Linked DNA regions of Drosophila melanogaster: region 1 is linked to region 2. Evidence: chromatin contacts called from public HiChIP or PLAC-seq data. All regions are on one chromosome and are shown on one strand. Each heading gives the region's core, a stretch centred on a gene start, on an enhancer-like site or on the middle of the called end of the contact. The rest is flanking DNA. Distances are from core to core; before and after follow the strand shown.

Region 1 (2,700 bases), core at 16-2,515, 460 kb before region 2:
ACTCCGAGACCCGCAAATAAATGACTTCCCAAGTGATATTATATCTCGCACCAATACACTGATAGCTACTCTAGTTTTGTGCAGCGTGCGTGTGACTCTGTTGGGTGTGTGCGTTTGTGTGTGAGTGTGCAAGGGCGTACAGGTGGCCGTAGTATGGGGGTGGGAGTGGGAGCGGGACAGCACACATGCACATGTACCGAAAGGCGGCTTCGATTATGCAAAAAAAATATAATACAATAAGAAAAAAGGGAGAAGAAAGATGGGCAGAGAAACCGCTAAATGCGCACACACCTACACCTAATGCATATTTTACCCGATACGATTTTCATTTGCTGGCTGAATTTTCGGTAAAAAAAAACTTAGTTGCATTTGACAGAGGAAAACTCCCGTACACCCACACACATTTACAGCAGGCCATCGCGCACATGTACTTGTACATTTTAGGCAAATTAACACTTTCTTAATGTTCGCCAGTGTTGGCTAACGACCCAAGGAGAGCAAGTGAGAGAGCGGGGCGAAGTGATATTGAAGAAAGGCAGAAAGAGAGAGCGATTTATTGTTTTAACCGGCAAAAAACATACAGAGGCTGAAATTAGTCGGAGTAATTAATTGCAGTGGATATCGATAGACGGGCCTCGGTGTTGCCACCTGGCTTCGAAGGGCTCTCTCTCTTTACAGCACTGTCCGGGGCAAATGTAAACATTTAATTTATGCAACCGCTGCAGTAATTAAGCGAAAATCAATTAAGCAGACTACTCCAAACGCACGCCCGCTCTCATCCTCGTATTCTATCACACGCACACACATGCGTATCGAACTGCTCTTCACATGATTTCTCGCGTAATTCAGTTGGAATTTTTCACACACAATTCGTTTCTTCTTTTTTTTTAGCCGTTTTACCTTGACAAGTTTTGGTTCTCGTTGCGATTGCGTTGTATTTCAAGTTTATCACACATACATATACTCACACCTACACACGCAGCAAAACGTGAACAAAATACACATGTTGGTTATAAAAAATAAGCCAAGTTATATTATGCCAGTTGTATTATTGTGCAGCACAAAACCCGCCCAAAAATTAATGGAAAATTACAGTTGTTGTCGGTCGGCGTCGCTGCTGCTTCTTCCGTTCTTTCTTACTGTCTCACTCTCCCTTCTCACATATCCTTATAAGCACTAACAATTTCTGCTTCTCGCTCACTTTCGTTGCGCTGCCGATGGAGCTCTCTCTTTCACTCCTTGCTGCCTCTATGCCTTTTATGCACTCCCCACACACCCGCACACAGAGTGACATTTGAAGCACATACAGACGCACACGACTGGTTCTTTCGAGAATCGAACATTACCGAATTTATCAAATTGCGCTTCGCAATTGTGCATTTCCTGTGCAGATCGCAGGCCTCAATCGCGGCACGATTGTTTTTCGCCCTTTAGCAACGTTCCCTGTCAATTTCTGTGGATTTATATTGCAATTTGCGTGCGAACACGCGACCGTTTCGCGATAGAGCTGGTTCACGAATCGATTGATGAGCGATGTTATCGATAGACCTGATAAGCGAGAGGTGGATGTGCTCGCTAGATTCGCCAAGGTTGATGACTCCGCTAAGTGAATGGTCCTATTACAAAATATCGATGACATCCAAATTGCTTGTTAAATATAGTTTCAAATTTAACTGTAACATAAAAAAAATGTATTAAATCAATTTTAAAAAAACCCAACTTAGCATTTGTTATTTGGGGAAAGTCCATGCTATTCCCACCTACTCAACTGACAGGACGCATCACCAACTAAATTCGTTAAAAACATTGTGATTATTATAAACAATTAGTATTATTTATCCTGTGGCTTATGCGATTGGTTGTCATGCGATATTCTGGCTTTCACCATGTTCTCTGTACTACTGTACAGTTCCGCCGCTAATCAGACGTCGTCATCACTGATTCACCAGTTACTCATATGTGATGAGCAAGAGGGAGTTTTTGCCCGTGCCCTTACTTTCCCATTCGTCGCCTAGCGAAGGCAATGATGAAACAGCGAGGAATTCCATTTGGAGCTTAACTGTGTAGCGAAGCGAATCGCTTCCATTAGGGACTTTCCTCAATTCATAAACTAAATATACATATGTATTCACTTTAATGCTAAAAATTAACGAAGCAATGCCTGAAATCAAGAGACTTTGCCTCGCCACCGAGAATAGTCATATCGCAGCCAATGCCATGCTGCTAACAAAGATAGATGGTATGTTTGTGACATACATATCTTATAACACCGGATCATATTACATTACCTAACCCACTTAGAACTCAATTCCCAAGTCCTGTCGCAGCGCGCAGAAATCGAAAACTTGACGAGGGCGGTTAAGACACTTACGGAATTCGTTAAGCAGTCGATGAAAACGACCAAGCCGAAGGCGAAGGGAAATCCGGACGATGATTTTCCAATTATGTATGAGGAGGATCTGGTCGAAGTGAATCACAAGATAAGCCAGGACTCCAGGGGGATCTATGTAAGTTTCTCCTTCCTCATGCTTTTCCATCAATAGAATATTATATAGTTGTACTTATATGATCCCTGATCAGACGAATTCCATGCGGAAATTCCTGCGCCAGGGAAGATTAAGCCGCACCATAAGACTCATTTTCTCCGAGGACATCCTTCTGAACTACAATATTGATGGGAATCAGAAAAAGAAAAGACTA
Region 2 (2,700 bases), core at 142-2,641:
ATTCTTATAAATGCAAGTACAATGAAAAGTTGTTTATTTTTTTTAATAGATATATTTACACACACACACACACATACACACGCAAATACACATTTGTTTAAAAGTGGCCTGCTGTTATTAAACTAGATATGATAAGTACACATATAACGAAAAAAACAACACTGTGCTATTATAATTTATTGTGTATGTGATTGTTTCCCCATTATGATACGATTATGATTTATTGTGACCACAAGCAAGCAAATAAACGGAAAATATTGTTGAATCTTTAAACTTAATCGAATTGGGTCGTCCAGGACTTAGGAACTTTTTATATGATGCCTTCTGAATCAAACAAAAACTGTACTTATAAACTATTTACGCCTAGTGAACGTTATTACAAAGGGGTTTCCCCTGTGAATTGTAGTCTAAAATAGCAAATTGCGGTTATAACTAATCAAAATGAAAAAATAAAAACAATATATATACTACATATGTGTGCCACAGGCAAAACGTTTAACCAGAAAAAAAAACTTGCTAGCATTTAAATAAACATTTTTATAACGCATCCCAAGAATTAGCTTGCCCTTAAAATCAGTATTTTTATATAAATCACTACACGTACTGTCCCCCACAAACGAGTTAAATATTATATGCAAATAAAGAAACGTTTTCCTGAAAACCGAAAGAGATCGAGCTTTTTTTCAACATTTAAATTCTAGCGCCAAGTTGGCAGCCCACATATATCTGATATCGATAACGATAACAGGCCGGCATGCCCCACCTCTACATTAAAAGGAGAAGAGCAAATAGGAAATAAAAACAAGTGATTGGATAATTTTTGTTTGTTGATCCCGCTGTCTTTGTTTGGTAAAATGGTGAAAACTTAGTTAACGCCACTTGGATGTGCTCAAATTTTGGTTAGTGTTATTCGTGGCTTGTTTAAAACAATATATAAACAAACTCTAAACGCCGTTAACCCTTGTGCGCGTGTGTGTTAGCTTGCGGCTTTTTTTTGGGTGTGGAATAGTTTGTTATTGTTGTTGTTGTAAACACATATGTATATCTGTGCAACAACAATTTGTCGCTCATACTTTTTAGATACAGTGCTCTCTCTTTAAAGCGCATAACAAGTATTTATTTAAATAAATTTTGAAAACTAAACAATTGCCAAAGAGTGAGTGCGGTTTTTAAACTGTTAACATTCAAGAAAATGTTAATACAATTGCAACACTTCTTGTTGCTAAAGTTTCGCCTTATCGAGTGATCACCGCCCCCCACAAGAATTCCCTTTCCGACCATCGCCCCTCCCCGGCGACAGACAAATAGACAGGAGAGCAAAAGAGACATAAAACAAGTGCATCGCATTTTGCCAGGAGAGGAGCAGCATCACCCTTCTCGCATCGCCCATTGCATTTCGCATCTCGCATCATTGGAATTAATCAAGTGAGCTTCTCATTCGCGTGCTGCGGCCAAAGGGAACAACAACAAGTGATGGAGCAGCGGAACTAGCTGTGTCGCCTTCAAAAGGACATCGAAAGCACAAAAGAGAGGAGCAGCAAACACGCCCATCGTCGGAAGGCAACATAAAGCACACACATCCACACACACACACACACATATGCAAACGTCCTTGGCTCCTGGACGCCAACAGCGGATGTGCGGGAGGGCGCAGGACGAAGGATAGCTGACGTCTGAGACAGGAAACAACAGGAAGAAGACAACAGCAGCAATAGCGACTACAACAACAGCAACCGACAAACGCAATTACGGTAAAAGGTGCGCCCAACAACATGGGTAAGTGAGCGGGGCACATTCTCATTGCATCCTTTTTGTGTTGTGCCCATTGTCGCATTTCCATACATTACACCCATTCACCGCGTGTCCTTGTGTGCGTGAGTGAGTACAGCAGCCCTGCAGTTCCGAAAATCACTTTGCATTCGAGAGCATTCACCAGGTGAATCATCGGCGACAGAGGGGCCTTCGGTCCTATTGGATGTCCAATAAGATTTCTTTTGGGGCAGTCCTATAGGAAATACAAGGTTTTCTTTAGAACAGTCCTGTACATCTATTACTATCCTTTGTAATTTGTAACTACACAACACTTGTTTATAGTAAATTTTGAAAAGTAGTTGATTTTGAAGTACTTAAAGCAAATGATCTAGTTCATTTTAGGTTTTATTAACCGCAAAATATTTGAAAAAGTGCGAAAAGCCTAACTTTGAAAACGTCCATTAGTATTGTAGCTTTATTAAAAATTAATATACATAAAGATATTTGTGAAGATTTAATGCATGCATTATATTAAAACCACAAATGTGGGCCACAAATATTACTGTTATTTGTACCGCTATTCACTGGCTTATTTATGAACCGGTTCACTCTTGCACGGATATCCTGCGAGAAAAAAGTGTGAGAGAAAGATAGAGAGAGAGAGAGAGAGGGAAATGCGCGCGCGTGGAGAGAGAAAGCACGAGTGGGCGGGGCAGTGGAGGGGGCGCTGTGTTTTGAAACGGATTTGCTCGTGTTGAGATTTTCACACAAAGCAATAAAATAGGCACCCAAAGAAAATTTAAATTTAAAAAAAATCTAAATTTGTTTTTAAATATATGTAAAAGTTCTTAGGACAGAAGTTGGACTTGAACACGTACCTTTCTCTCTAAACTGTTCAAAATAGTGTATAAATTGAATGCACTTTGTGCTTTTTTCAGTGTAGCGTGG

What was found. HiChIP or PLAC-seq counts read pairs in DNA pulled down with a chosen protein or histone mark.
Region 1: a contact with region 2 is called in a Psq HiChIP or PLAC-seq map of the Kc167 cell line, with 2.8 times the contacts expected there. The contact joins the promoter of Trf4-1 here to the promoter of CG2258 in region 2. A contact is called at or near these places in 2 of 107 Hi-C or Micro-C datasets (the D17-c3 cell line and the Kc167 cell line) and 1 of 6 datasets of contacts at active chromatin or transcription factors (the Kc167 cell line).

Annotation. Positions count from the first base shown.
Region 1 is chrX:8,559,460-8,562,159 of dm6, reverse strand. Trf4-1 (Topoisomerase related function 4-1) reads right to left here and starts at 1,265. Exons shown (of 5, transcript NM_001272411.1): 1 at 901-1,265. It overlaps CG12112, which reads left to right and starts at 1,968. Exons shown (of 4, transcript NM_132261.3): 1 at 1,968-2,239; 2 at 2,302-2,507; 3 at 2,581-2,700. The coding sequence starts at 2,137.
Region 2 is chrX:8,100,145-8,102,844 of dm6, reverse strand. CG2258 reads left to right here and starts at 1,391. Exons shown (of 9, transcript NM_001298071.1): 1 at 1,391-1,776. Gclc (Glutamate-cysteine ligase catalytic subunit) reads left to right here. Exons shown (of 5, transcript NM_001298072.1): 5 at 1-664.